2 separate regions of the Oryctolagus cuniculus genome follow, and region 1 is linked to region 2. Evidence: chromatin contacts called from public Hi-C data. All regions are on one chromosome and are shown on one strand. Each heading gives the region's core, a stretch centred on a gene start, on an enhancer-like site or on the middle of the called end of the contact. The rest is flanking DNA. Distances are from core to core; before and after follow the strand shown. Region 1 holds the start of VEGFA (vascular endothelial growth factor A). Region 2 has its middle 60 kb from the start of VEGFA.

What was found. A called contact is a pair of places that touch in the nucleus more often than the background predicts.
Region 1: a contact with region 2 is called in a Hi-C map of an unstated tissue, with 2.3 times the contacts expected there. The contact joins the promoter of VEGFA here to the enhancer-like site in region 2. A contact is called at or near these places in 2 of 6 Hi-C or Micro-C datasets (psoas muscle and an unstated tissue).

Annotation. Positions count from the first base shown.
Region 1 is chr5:126,310,205-126,316,875 of mOryCun1.1, reverse strand. It overlaps VEGFA (vascular endothelial growth factor A), which reads left to right and starts at 1,742. Exons shown (of 7, transcript XM_070074064.1): 1 at 1,742-2,899; 2 at 5,808-5,859. The coding sequence starts at 2,834.
Region 2 is chr5:126,251,887-126,257,849 of mOryCun1.1, reverse strand. No RefSeq gene overlaps it. Among named protein-coding and RNA genes, the nearest start is that of VEGFA, 60 kb to the left of the region's middle. Within about 2 kb of position 3,694, at least 3 of the 8 cell types and tissues checked have an H3K27ac peak or open chromatin away from gene starts, as enhancers often do.

The DNA of each region.
Region 1 (6,671 bases), core at 493-2,992, 61 kb before region 2:
AAGGTGGGCTGTGGTGGCCGCCAGCTGGCCCACTGGGGGACACCCCTCTGGTGGAATTGGGGCACTAAGGAGGTAATCTAGCACCCCCCACCAAACCACAGTGCTGCGTGCAGAGGGAGGGGGCTGGCTGAGTCACCTCCTTGGGTCGTTTTGGGCAAACCGGGGGCAAAACTGCTGCATTCTCATCCCCACTCCCATCTCCAGTCCTGGCCTCGGCAGAGGCTCCATCGGCCCTGGGCCAGCCCTGGTCAGGGCCTGCTGGGCAGGTAAGGAGACTGGTCCCTCTCTTCCCACAGGTAGCACAGCCCCCAGTCCTCTGCTCCCCGGGGGTGCCTGAGAAGGGCTGGGCCAAAGCCCAACCAGGACTTTTTCCAGGCTGGGTCCTATATGCAAGGGTGGGGTGGGGGGATTTGGGGAGCATGGAGGGAAGATATAAGACAGGGGAGTTGCAGGAGAAGGGGGCTTTGAGTGATGGCCCGGGATGGGGCAGAGACCGGTGAGGCTTCGAGCCTGCAGAAGCAGCCAAGGCAGCCAGAGGGTCTGGGTGGCTGGGGAGAGCCCCCCGTTTTTGCTCAGAAGATGAGCGTGAGCTGGGGCCCGGGCTGATGGAAGCCTTGGCCCCCAGCCTGGTGGGAGCCCAGGGCAGCTGGCCTACAACCGGTCCTTAGTGCGGCAGGGGAGCTTTGAGTCATCACTCAAGTCCTGGCCTCCATCCGCCCCCACCAGCCCCCTGGCCTCAGTTCCCTGGCAACATCTGGGGGGGGGGGTGCAGCAGGAACAAGGGCTTCTGTCTGCCCAGCTGCCTCTCCCTTTGGGCTCTGCCAGACTCTCCAGTGCATACGTGGGCTCCGACAGGTCCTCTTCCCTCTGGGTCAGTGACTAACCGCGGAACCCCACGCTTCCCTGCCTCAGCTCCACAAACTTAGTGCCAAATTCTTCTCCCGGGGGAGCCTCCCTGGACACTTCCCAAAGGACCCCAGGCACCCTAGCCTGCCAGCTGCCAGATAAGGGCTCCAGATGGGGACACTGTCCCCTCTGTGCGCCGTGCAGAGCCCTCTGCCCACGAGGCCTTTCCAGTTCCGAAGACGCAACTGCTCGGGAAGTCAGAAATGGGGGTTGCGGGCGTCAGCCACCCTCCCCTTCCCAAGGCCCATTCGCTCTCGAGCCAGAACAGGGCTGTGCAGGCAGTGGTCACTAGGGGGCGCTCGGCCACCGCCGGGAGCTCGTGAACTTGGGAAAGTCGCGTCTGCGTGAGTGAGAACGCGTGTGTCAACGTGTGTGTTTGTGTGAGCGCGTGTGTAGGGGGCGAGGGTGCTGCGTGGGGAGGAGGCCGGGGGTCACTCCAGGGTTCCAACAGCTCTGGGCCCCTTCCCCACCCGTCCCTGACGGGCTCCCCGCCCGTCCCCCGCCCTCCCCAATATTCCCGGCAAAGAGGCACCAGCTCGCAGCCCTGTCCGCACATAACCTTAGTTTCCTGCTCCCGCCCCCTGGACACCCCGCGAGCGTGCGTGTCTCTAGGCAGAGTTTCAGGGGGGCGCGCGGCAGTTCTCAGGCTGCTAGCCTTGGTGGTGGTGGTTGAGGGGGCGTCGAGCGTTCCCTTCGCCGCGGTGGGCTAGGGGGTCCAAGCTGAGCTGGGTGCCCCCGGGGAAGGCGGTGCCTGCACGGATTCGGCTTGCGCCCGCCTCCCGCCCCTGTCCCCGCCCCCCGGGGCGGGCTCGGGGCGGGGTTGGGCCTATTTTTCAGTCGCCTGGGAGCGGTGAGGAGCGCAGAGGCTTGGGGCAGCCGGGCTGCGAGGAGGCCGCGGCGCAGGGGGAGCGGAGCCGGCGGCAGCGGCGCTCGGTCGGGAGGCGCAGCGGCGAGGCACACGGTCCCGCGGACGCACCGGCCAGGGCCCCCGCGCTGGATTTCCATACTCATTTAGCTGGGGTTTACCCCTCCTCGTTTCTTCTGAAACCTTAAAAAAAAAAAAAAAGACTGAATTGTTTCCCCGTTGTAATTGATTTTTGCTTCCCGTTGCCCACTGAAGACGGGCAGACGGTTCGGGGAGACTGCTCTTTAACTCCCCCCAGTCACTTCGGATTTTGGAAACGCGCAGAGGAGGAGCGAGGTGGCAAGAGCTCCGGAGAGAAGTCGAGGAAGACAGACGGGGTTGGAGAGCGCGCGCAGGCGGGCGAGCAGCGAGAGGGACCGGGGCAAAGTGAGTGACCTGCTTTCAGGGGGGTGACCGCCGGAGCGCGGCGCAAGCTCTCCCCCCTCGGGACCCCGCGCAGGAGCAGCCGCGCTGACGGACAGACAGACAGACACCGCCCCCAGCCCCAGCGCCCACCTCCTCCCCGGCCGGCGGCCCACGGTGGACGCGGCGGCGAGCGGCGGGCAGCAGCCGGAGCCCGCGCCCGAAGGCGGGGTGGAGGGGGTCGGGGCTCGCGGCATTGCACTGAAACTTTTCGTCCAACTTCTGGGCTGTTCTCGCTCCGGAGGAGTCGTGGTCCGCGCCGGGGGAGCCGAGCCGAGCGGAGCCGCGAGAAGTGTTAGCTCGGGCCGGGAGGAGCCGCCACCGCCGCCGCCGGAGGAGGAGGGGGAGGAGGAAGGAGAGAAGGAAGAGGAGAGGGGGCCGCGGTGGCGACTCGGCGCCGGGGAGCCGGGCTCATGGACGGGTGAGGCGGCCGTGTGCGCAGACAGTGCTCCAGCCGCGCGCGCGCCCCAGGCCCTGGCCCGGGCCTCGGCTCCGGGAGCAAGAGGAGCTCGCGGAGGCGCCGAGGAGAGCGGGCCGTCCCGCAGCCCGAGCAGGAGAGGGAGCGCGAGCCGCGCCGGCCCCGGCCGGGCCTCCGAAACCATGAACTTTCTGCTTTCTTGGGTGCATTGGAGCCTTGCCTTGCTGCTCTACCTCCACCATGCCAAGGTAAGCGGCCGTGCCCGCCTGGCGCCGCGGGCCGCTGCGAGCGCCTCTCCCGGCTGGGGGAACGTGCGTGCGTGCGAGCGCGCGCGTGGGGGACTCGGTGCCCCCACTCGGGTCCGTGGGCACCGGCGCGCGGCATCCCCCTCTGCCGTCGTACGTGGAGGGGGAGGGGGCGCGCGCTAGGTGGGAGGGCACCGGGGGTAGGCTCACCGCCCACGCGGGCCCTGCCCACCCACCGGAGTCGCCGCACGTACGATCTGGGCCGACTAGCCGAGGGCGGGAGTCGGAGGAGGAGGCCGAGGGGGCTGGGCTTGCGCTGCCGCTGGCGGCTGAAGTTTGCTCCCGGCTGCTGGTCCCCAGCGAACTGGAAGTCCGGGCAGCGGGGGCGGGAGCCAGGGCCCAGTGGGCAGGGTGGGGGGTGCTCGGACCTTGGACCCGGGAGGGCAGAGAGCGTGGAGGGGGCAGGGCGCAGGCGAGGGAGCGGGCGCGCTGCTGTCAGTGCCACTCGGTCTCTTCGGCCCTCGCCGCGAGTTGGGGAAAAGTTTTCGGGTGGATTGTTGTGGGGACCCCCCTCCCTGCCGGCCACCTGCGCCGCGCCACCCCCGCCCGTCCCCGCTCGCGTCCCGCTCGGTGCCCGCCCGCCCTCCCCCGCCCGGCCGGGCGCGCGCGGCGCGGAGCCGATTACATCAGCCCGGGCCTGGCCGGCCTCGTGTTCCCGGAGCCGCGGCTGCCCGAGCCGGGAGCCCCGGACGGCGAGCGGCGCCCCTCCCCCGCGCCGGCCGGCCGGGGGAAGGTGACCTCTCGAGGTAGCCACAGCCCGGGGACCCGGAGGGCCATCCCCACCCCTTCCCGCCGTCTCCAGCCCCTACCCGGGCCGTGTTCTAGGACGCCCCCTCCCCCTTTTCCAGTTTCCTCCCTCGGTGGAGAAGTCTCTGCCACCCCTTGCTCTGGTACTCCTCCCTGCTGGGAAGACCCATCCGAGGCTCCAGAGTCCAGGGAAGGGACGGTCACGGCCACAAGTCGGGGTGCGGGAGCCATCCGGGTGCTTTGTCCGCACTAAGGAGCTGCCCACTTGGTGACAGTGTGCCTCTCGCTTCCCCGGAGGTTCCGAATGAGCCATGCTTTAGCTTCTGTGGGGGAGATCTTGGAGAGTGGCTTCACCCCACTTTACCCTTTTTGGAAAAAAAATGACATGGGCGGCATAGGAGCAGCCCTTCCAGAACCCTTGGGAGCAAGCTCTCCTGCCAGCCCTGCACTCAGGCTGCAAACGTCCGGGCCAAACAGGGTGTTGGAGCAGGTGGTTTTTTGGAACTCCAGACTTGCCCACCCGACTCGCCTCCCAAGGCTACCCACGGGGTCCCTTTCTGCTCCTCTCTTAGACCTCCCCTCAGCCGCAGAGTCCCCTTGGAGAGGAGGCGGAAGGAAGGAAATGGGCAGGGGTCCCTGCCACCACCCAGAGTTCCTCAGACCCTGGCACAAAGACCTTGGCTCCAGGCCTCCCAGTGTGGAGGAGGGGCCGAGTGGCAGCCTGGCCGCAGAGTGACCTTCAGAGGCCCCCAGAGAAGGGCACCTGGCCCCTCCCTGCCTAGAGCTGCCCCTCCAGTGCCCCCTGGCCTTGGAGGGAGCAGGAAGTTTCCGTCCCCTTGCCTGGTGGGGCCCTGGTGGGGTGGAGGACACAGGGGGCAGGTTGGCAGGGGAAGCCCCAGTGCAGAGCTGGCAGGGAGGGGGGAAGCCCAGGAGGCTGTGGTGGGAGGGTATCCAGCTGGGACCGCTCTCACTGGGGGTGAGGCTGGGGGACCTCAGTGGGGTGCCTGGGAATGGGTGAGAGGCAGGCAGTAGGAAGGACTCCTTTCTAGTGGGGTCTGGAGTTCCGAAGCTGGCTGCCATGCCCGGCCAGTGGCTGTGCAGCTGGGAACTGCTCCCCGAGAGGAGCAGGTGGGTGTGGGGAGGTGGTGAGAACTCGGGACCCTCAGGAAGGGCCCGGGGAAGTCTCTGCCTACTGGGTGCTGTCAGGGCCACATGGCTGTGCTTGATGACCTTCACAGCTTCTGGGGAGGGGAGGAATGACCTGGTGGGGGTGGGGAGGGGTGGGGGCCGCGCCACAGGGGGCCCCCTAGGGGCTGGGCAGTGCTAAGGCAGAAAAAGCTTCCCTGGGTTGCATTTGAGGAAGGTGCCCTAGGTGCCCGGGACCTTGGGACCCCCCCCCCCAACTCAGGGAGGAGGAGAAACCAAGGCATAAGGTGGGAGCAGGGGCCGGTGTGGCTTGGGGAGTATGTTCAGGGAGACTTGTACAGGGGACGACGGGGCTGTCCCCTTGCCACAGGTTTTTACCTTCTGAGCAGTCTGTGGGTGTGCTGAAGATTCCTGAGGCCTAGGAGGGTTTGCATGGGGGAGGGTGGCTGGGTGCCCTTCGGTCCTCTGCACCCCCCCGCTCCAACCCCAGCTCACCCTGGTATTTGTCATGTCAGCAGGAGAAGGTCACCATGTTGTTTTTCTCGCCCCCAGTCCTTCCTTCCTGCCCCAGTCCAAATTTGTCCTCCTATTTGACCTTACTACTCAGCCGCTGCTCTGGACCAGGGACTCCGGGGGGCAGTGGGAGCGAGGAGAGGGGAAACGCGGGAAGGGACCGGGTCCTGGACAGGGCAGCCGTCTGGTGCGTGTGTGCTGCTCCTGCCTGTTGAGTGGCCTGCTCCCCAACATCTGGTCAGCTCTTAACTTTCCTGGGGGTGCACGTTGGAGTCGGCCGGGGGTGGTGGGCATGCTCTGTGCCCGGGGTGACCCCCCGACGGGGTACCCTTCCCCTGAGAAGCCTTAGAGGAAGCCGAGCTTGTGGACAAGGAGAGAGGCCGGGAGGGAGGAGGGGCTGGGGGAGCGGGCCTCTGCCGAAGCCTTACCCTTTGTCTGTTCTCAGTGGTCCCAGGCTGCACCCATGGCAGAAGAAGGAGACAATAAACCCCACGAAGGTGAGTCCCCCTGGCTCTGGCCTGGAGCCTGGGTCCCTGGCCCCTCAGGGGAAAGCTGGGCAGGCCCACTTCCTTCTTTGTAGACCTAAACCAGGAGGGAGTTCCCGGGAAGGGGCTCGGGCTATGGGGATGAAGACAGACAGAGGTGAGCACCATGGATTAACCCTTCAGTTTCTTAAGGGGTCTTGTGTGTTCCGGCCTCTGCTGGCCGCAGGACTTGGTGCCTTTTTTTCCTGCTCTTTCCAGTAAAATTTTATTCGGAGAAGGAGACAGGGAGCACGAGCCAGGGAGATGGTTCAGGGATCCCAGATGTTGTGGGAGGTGCCCCTTGCCACCCCCTGCTCCCCGGGAGGATGGGTGCTTCATGTCCCTAACTACCTAGCCAGGTCCCACCTGGGGATTGTCACCCTTCCCGTGTGAGGTGTGAGCTGGAGGTGCCCAGGGTCCAGCCTGATGGGGTCCCCACCTGCCCCTGGGGCTGCTGTCCTGGCGGAGACAGCCCTGTCGCTGGGTTCGGGAGCTGTGAACTTCCATCCTGGGCCAGCAGAGGGCTGGCTGAAGCTCCCGGGTGCCCCGCCCCCCCGCCCAGCCCGAGTCTGCCTGTCTTTTGTTCCGCTGTGGTTTGGAGTACGGGAAACTCCCATTTCTCTGGGGACGCCCTGGCTCTCCCCACTACTGGATGCGGCCTCTGGTCCAGTCCCACGCTGCTTTCCCAGCGCTCCACCTCCAAGCAGGGAAGGCCCTGGGGTCTTCCTCCAGGCAAGTGTTCCTGACCCGAATCCAGTGGGGCTGGGGTAGCTACCAGGGGTGGT
Region 2 (5,963 bases), core at 2,445-4,944:
AGGCTTAGAGCTGGGGTTGGTGCTCCACGGAGTCCCCACCTGGGCACCCCCACACTATCACCCAGTTCTCCCCGAGAAAACCCCTCCTGAGGACAGAGGAGTGCGTTTCTGGGATGAAACGTTTGGTCTCATCCTGCGGTTTGTTCATTCGTTTAGCCTTTAAGTATCTTCCAGAAAGTGCTGCCTCGCCTGAAGATCAGTGGCCGTGTCTCAGAGGGGGTGAGGCTGACGGTGGGCCTGGCAGGGTGGGGAGCTTCGGACACTGACACCGCAGCAGGGAAGCGGGTGAGGCGCCCCCAGGGGCGGGAGCAGCCGGAGGAAAGCCTGGGGAGCCGCACAAGGGGGGCCCTGTCCCCGCGCTGGGGACAGGAGCCCGGGCATCATTCATCATGCAGGGCAGAGTGCAGCCACTTCCCGCCATGCTGGGGTGTCCACGTCCTGGGAGCCGACTCGCTTTGTTGGGGAGAAGCGGCCAGAGCAGGATGCGTTTGCGGCTCTCCCTGTCCAGGGGGCAGCTGGAGCGTGCCAAGTTTACAATTGCCTAAAGCTCTGTAAACACACTTGGTGAGTGTGTGCTTATATGCGTGTGCACGGGGGTGAGTGTCCTCCGTGTCTGACCAGGACGAGCTGGCCATGACCTCCCTCAGCTGGCGAGACAGGAGAGAAGACGCTGGCGTGGTGGTTGCTGGCTCTCTGGGGCCTGGTGAGCCTGATTGACAGGTGTGGATGACGGGAGCCCACTTCCTGCCGAAGAAGGCTTTGGAGACCCTAGAGATTGGGCATGGGGAGGAGGGAGGGCATTCCAGGCCCGGGACCCGCAGGAGCGGGGAAGGGTGTGTGTGCGAGGGGGTGTGCTCACGAGTGCTCAGATGGTGGTCACACAGCGGGAAAGAAGGGGCGAGCCAAGGGGACGCGGAGCCCAGTGGGCTTAGCCTCTGCTTGCGATACCCAGCATTCCACACTGTCAGAGCCCAGCTTCTGATCCAGCTCCCTGCTAAACGCGCCTGGGAGGCAGCAGGCAACGGTCCACATTCTTGGGTCACCTACCACCCCTGCAGGAGACCCAGATGGGGTTCCTGGCTCCTGGCCTTGGCCTGGTCTGGCTCTGGCTGCTGTGGCCATTTGGAAGTGAACCAGTGGATGGAAGACCCCTCTCTCTTTCTCTCTGACTTGGGGCCGGGACTGTCTGGGAGTATTCTGGCTTTGGGGAAGCCCTTAGGCTTGAGCTGACAGTAGAGCAGGTTGGAAATCCTTTTAAGAAATCACTGATCTAAAAACTCCCGCATCCCCGCCCCCCCCCCCCCCCCCGGCACTGAGTCTGCACTGAGCCCGCCTGGCTCCGTGTTTGTTCTTATTATCGTGAACAACGACGATGCCTGATGAAAAAAACAAACAAACAAAAAAAAACAAAAAAAAAAAAACAGGGTTTTACTGTTGCTGTGACCATTCTGATCAGGCCCTACATGAATGGGACACTAGCTGGCCTTAGGGACAGCCTGTGGTCTCAATCAGGGGTCAGCGGTGGCCAGGCTTAGGGGTCAAGCAGTGGTCAGGGTGGAGCAAGCTTGCGGTCGAGATGAGAGGTCAGCCCTGGTTATGACTGGCCGCCGGTTTGCGGCGGGGGCTCGGGGTCAGATCCTGACCAGGGACTGTTTTCTTTGTGTCACTTGTCTGCCCTGGAAGAAGCTAGCCTCGTTGGGAAATCTGCTGGAGGAGAGACAGGAGTCTGAGGACTCGGAAGACTTGGGGGTTGGCCGGGGTTCTCCGCTGGGAATGGGGGCCACGCTGTGCGAGTCGGTGCCTTCCCGTCAGCCGGCCTCTGCGGGTGAGCAGCCGTGCAGTCCTCCCACCGGACGTGTAACTGAGACACTTGGTGATGGACGTGCCCGCGCCCTTTTCTCCCTCACAGGCCTGGAGGGCAGGTGCTGGCTGGGCAGGTGAGGGAGCCAGTGGCTCCAGGCAGGGGTGGAGAAGGTCCGGCCCGCGGGCCGTATAAGGTCCCTGGAATCACGTGGCCTGGCCCTGCCAAGGCAACCGCAGGTGAGACTCGCAATCCAATACACCTGGAGCAGACCAGATAGTTTAAGTTGACAATTTCATATGGCCCGTGAATGATGTTGTAAATATCCAGTGGCCCCTGGCAGACAAAAGGTTCCTGGCCCGGCACTGTCCCAGGATAACCCCAGCTCGCTACTCCCTAGCATCTCCTGGGCATCCTTGGAAACATACTGATGCCCGATTTCCACTCTGGCAACCCCTGTTCCGAGCTAATGGGTATCAGAGCTTTTTTTTAAAAAAAATCTTTATTTGGGAGAGAGGAGTGCACACGAGAGAGCCCATCCTCTGGTTCACTCCCCAAATGCCCACATCAGCAGCTGGGGCTGGGCCAGGCCCATGCCTGGAGCCGGGGACTCAGTCCAGGTCTCCGGCGTGGTGGCAGGAGCCCACTGCTCTGAGCTCTCGCTGCTGCTTCCTGGGGTGTGCACCAGCAGGAAGCTGGAGCCGGGCGCCAGAACAAAGAATCCAACCCAGGTACTCCGATGCCGTGTCTCAGCCACCGGGCCAAATGCTGGTCCCCAGCAAGGTTTTAGAAAGCTCCCAGGGTGATCCTGGGCAGCCCAGTTTGCACTCCACCGGGTAAAGGGTAGGACGGATGAGACAGCTGAGCTGTGGATGAGGCCGGCCGGGGCCTCCCTGCCGTGCTCAGGCTGTGGGGTCCGCCTGCCGAAGAGTGATGCGGCGGCACAGCAGCGGGAGCCTGCAGGAATAACTTTCTCACCAAATCCTCTCCATGGCTCTGTGTCTTCATCTGTCAAATGGGGCTGATGTCACACCCACCCCACAGGGGCTGCCGGGGGACACACACCTGCCAGAGAGACACTGGGTCGGTGTTGGGGCTACCTTCCTCCTTCCCCCGCTCAGATTCCTACTGAGGATCTGGAGCTAGGGGCTGGACCACATGGCCCCTGGGGCGCCTGGAATCTCTTGGCTCTGATGGGAGTCCTTGGGTGTTACGTCCCCTGTCTTAAATATCAGCTCCCCCAAATGCACTCACATTCGTTTGAGCACATGCTTTGTTTCCATTTCCGAAAATACCATCCCCCTACTACCCTGTGGGTGGGGGATGGGGACTGGGGTTCTGTCCCTTCTGGCTCTTTGCAGGGATGGGTGGGATGTGACGGAAGCTTCTGGAAGTTTCTGCTGGGGGAGGGGAGCAACGCAGCTCCCAGCCAGGTTTCCCACATCTTGGTCCTGTGGGGACCGTGGAGTCTTTTCCTGCGGCCTGTGTGTCTTTAAGGAGCCTGGGGGACTGAGAAAATTCCAACCCATGGGTTCCTTTGAAATGGAAGTGACATCTAGTGGTCTGAGGAAGAACTGCCAAGCTGGGGGGCCCCCAGCCTGGGGGCTGGCTCCTGGGGTCCCTCCCCTGGCAGCCAGGCCCTTCTCTCCCTGGGCCGCCACCCTGCCAAGAGCATTTAAGCCCCAGGCCCCAGGCTCTCTGGGCCAGGGTGACTCTGCTGGCCCAACACCAGGCTGGACCCCCCCTCCCCCCAAGCCCTGCACCTGCCCCGACTCCAGCCAGCCAGGGAGGCCAGGCCGGGGCAGCGAGGAGAGCAGCTGGGCCTGCAGCCCCTGGCTGGCCTGTCAAGTCTCCCCGGGGAGGTGGGCTCCCCGGGGACCCGTGTCCTTTGGTTCCGAGGAGCCCTGTCCTGAGTGCCGCCGCACAGAAGTCGCACAGCTGTGCAGGCCACAATGCTGACTCATCGGAAACCTGTGGCTGCTGCTGTTACGCAATGGCCCGCGGCGCTCGTTGGAGTGAGCAGGCAGAGGGCCCCCGGGGGGACAGGCACCCAGCCGTGGGGGTGGGAGGCTTGGGAACCTGAAGGGAGGGCAGGAGCAGGGCACGGGTCCCAAGCTGCTGCTCTCCAGGGTCCCTGATTTGGGGGGCAACTCAGCCCTGTCCTGAGGAAGCCCCAGTCTGGTCGGGGGGAGACTCAGCCCTGTTCCAGGGAGATCCTGGGTGTGGTGGGTGCAGTAAGGAATGATGTATGTGGCGGGGGTTGGGGGGACCCGGTGACCCTTGAGCCCTTGCAAAGCACCAGTGCAACCAGTGCAGGTGTTTATGGGGTAGCAGAGCCCTGAGGGCGAGCAGTCTAGGAATGAGGTAGCCAGTGCCCCGGGGAGCAACATCTGTGATGATGGCGGGGAAGCCGCTGCCCTCCACGTGTTCAGACCCAAGATTCCCTCAGTGTCTGGTTCAGCACTCGAGGGGCCTTGGCCAGCCTCAGACACCCAGCTGAGTGGCAGTAGGGGCTGAGCAGGTGATGAAGGGCACTGGAGGGCTGCTGGCATCGCGGGGACACTGGTCCTGGCACTCGCCCGTTGTCCTCTGTGCCTGGGTGGTCCTTGCCCTTGGCAGTGCAGAGGACCACTCGGGAGGAAGGAGGACGGCCATGTCCACCCCACCCCGAGGGAGACACAGCTGTGTCGGGCTTGCTCTGTGGTTCTGGAAGCTTCTTCAGGCAAGGATGAGGAGGCGTCTGCTCCAGGGGCTAAGAGGGCTTCAGCGGTGGGCGTTGGGCCTAGTGAGGAAACACGCCCGCGCCCTCCTTGCGAGGGCCTGCATTTGTCTCCTGGCTCCAGCTTCCTGCCAGGGCACCCCCCTTCCCCCGGGAGGCAGCAGATATGGCACAAGTAGCTGGTTCCTGACACTCGTATGGGAGACCTCGATTATGTCCCTGCCTCTTGGCTTCTGTCCCAGCCCAGCACCGGCTGTTGTGAGCATCTGGGGCTCTGCCTGTCTCGCTTTCTCTGTCTCTCAAATTAAAAAAAAAAAAAAAAAAAAAGAGGAAGAAAAAAAAAGCTGTTTCAAGTCAGACTTAAAAGCCGTGCAATGAGCTCACTTTTGAGAGATTCATTTAAAAGATTTATTTATTTATTTGAAAGGCAGAGTTATAGAGAGGGAGACAGATAGACACACACACACACTCACACTCACACACACACACAGATCTTCCATCTGCTGGTTCACTCCCCAAATGACCACAATGGCTGGGGCTGTGCCAGGCTGAAGCCATGATCCTGAAACTCCATCCAGGTCTCCCATGCAGGTGACAAGGGTCCAAGCACGTGGGGCATCTTCTGCTGGTTTCCCAGGCACATGAGCAGGGAGCTGGATTGGAAGTGGAGCAGTCAGGACGTGAACCAGCGCCCATGTGGGATGCTGGCAGCACAGGAGCCGGCTTGGCCCGGCTGCACCACAACCATGGCTCACTTCTGAGAGATCTGGACAGCTAGCCTGGTTTGATCTCCAGAAGTCCTGAGGTTAAAAATACTGATTTAACTTGTTCACTTTTATTTCAAAGAGGCACTCTATGGACATGGTTTAAAAAAAAAAAAAACTGCAAGCACAATGAAAATGCTTGAGCCTAGGCTATCAGCACCCTGTCTTATAACTTTTCTGTTTAAAAATGAATTCAAAATAAAATCAAGAGCTGCGCCCAACTCCGACCAGAAACAGTAGCCTATCCTCTCCTGTGCTCTCCTTACCTTATTCTGCCCTGGCAGCCTCTCCGAGGCCCTCAGCTGCCAGTTTCCTGTGTATTCTTCTAAAGATACCCTCAAAAATCTATATATTTATAAACTCGACTCTCCCACGCAAATAGCGATGTTCCTCCATGCGGTTCCGCCCCGTCCTTCTCCCTGGATGATCCGGGGGCCCCTCGACGCACGTGCACGCCAAGTGGCCTCACCCCCCTTCGTGACTCCTGTGTACTGCTTCGAACAGATGGCTCAAATATTTGTTTGGAAGATGTTGTATCATGGGGTGGAGAGGAGACTTCGGAGGATGAAAGCTGGGGTGTAGATCCCTGCTGTGTTCCCAGTTGTTTAACAGGGAGCCAGGGACTCAATGTCTTAGCGACTCAGTTTCCCCACTCATGAACCAGGCGTATCAGTTGCCC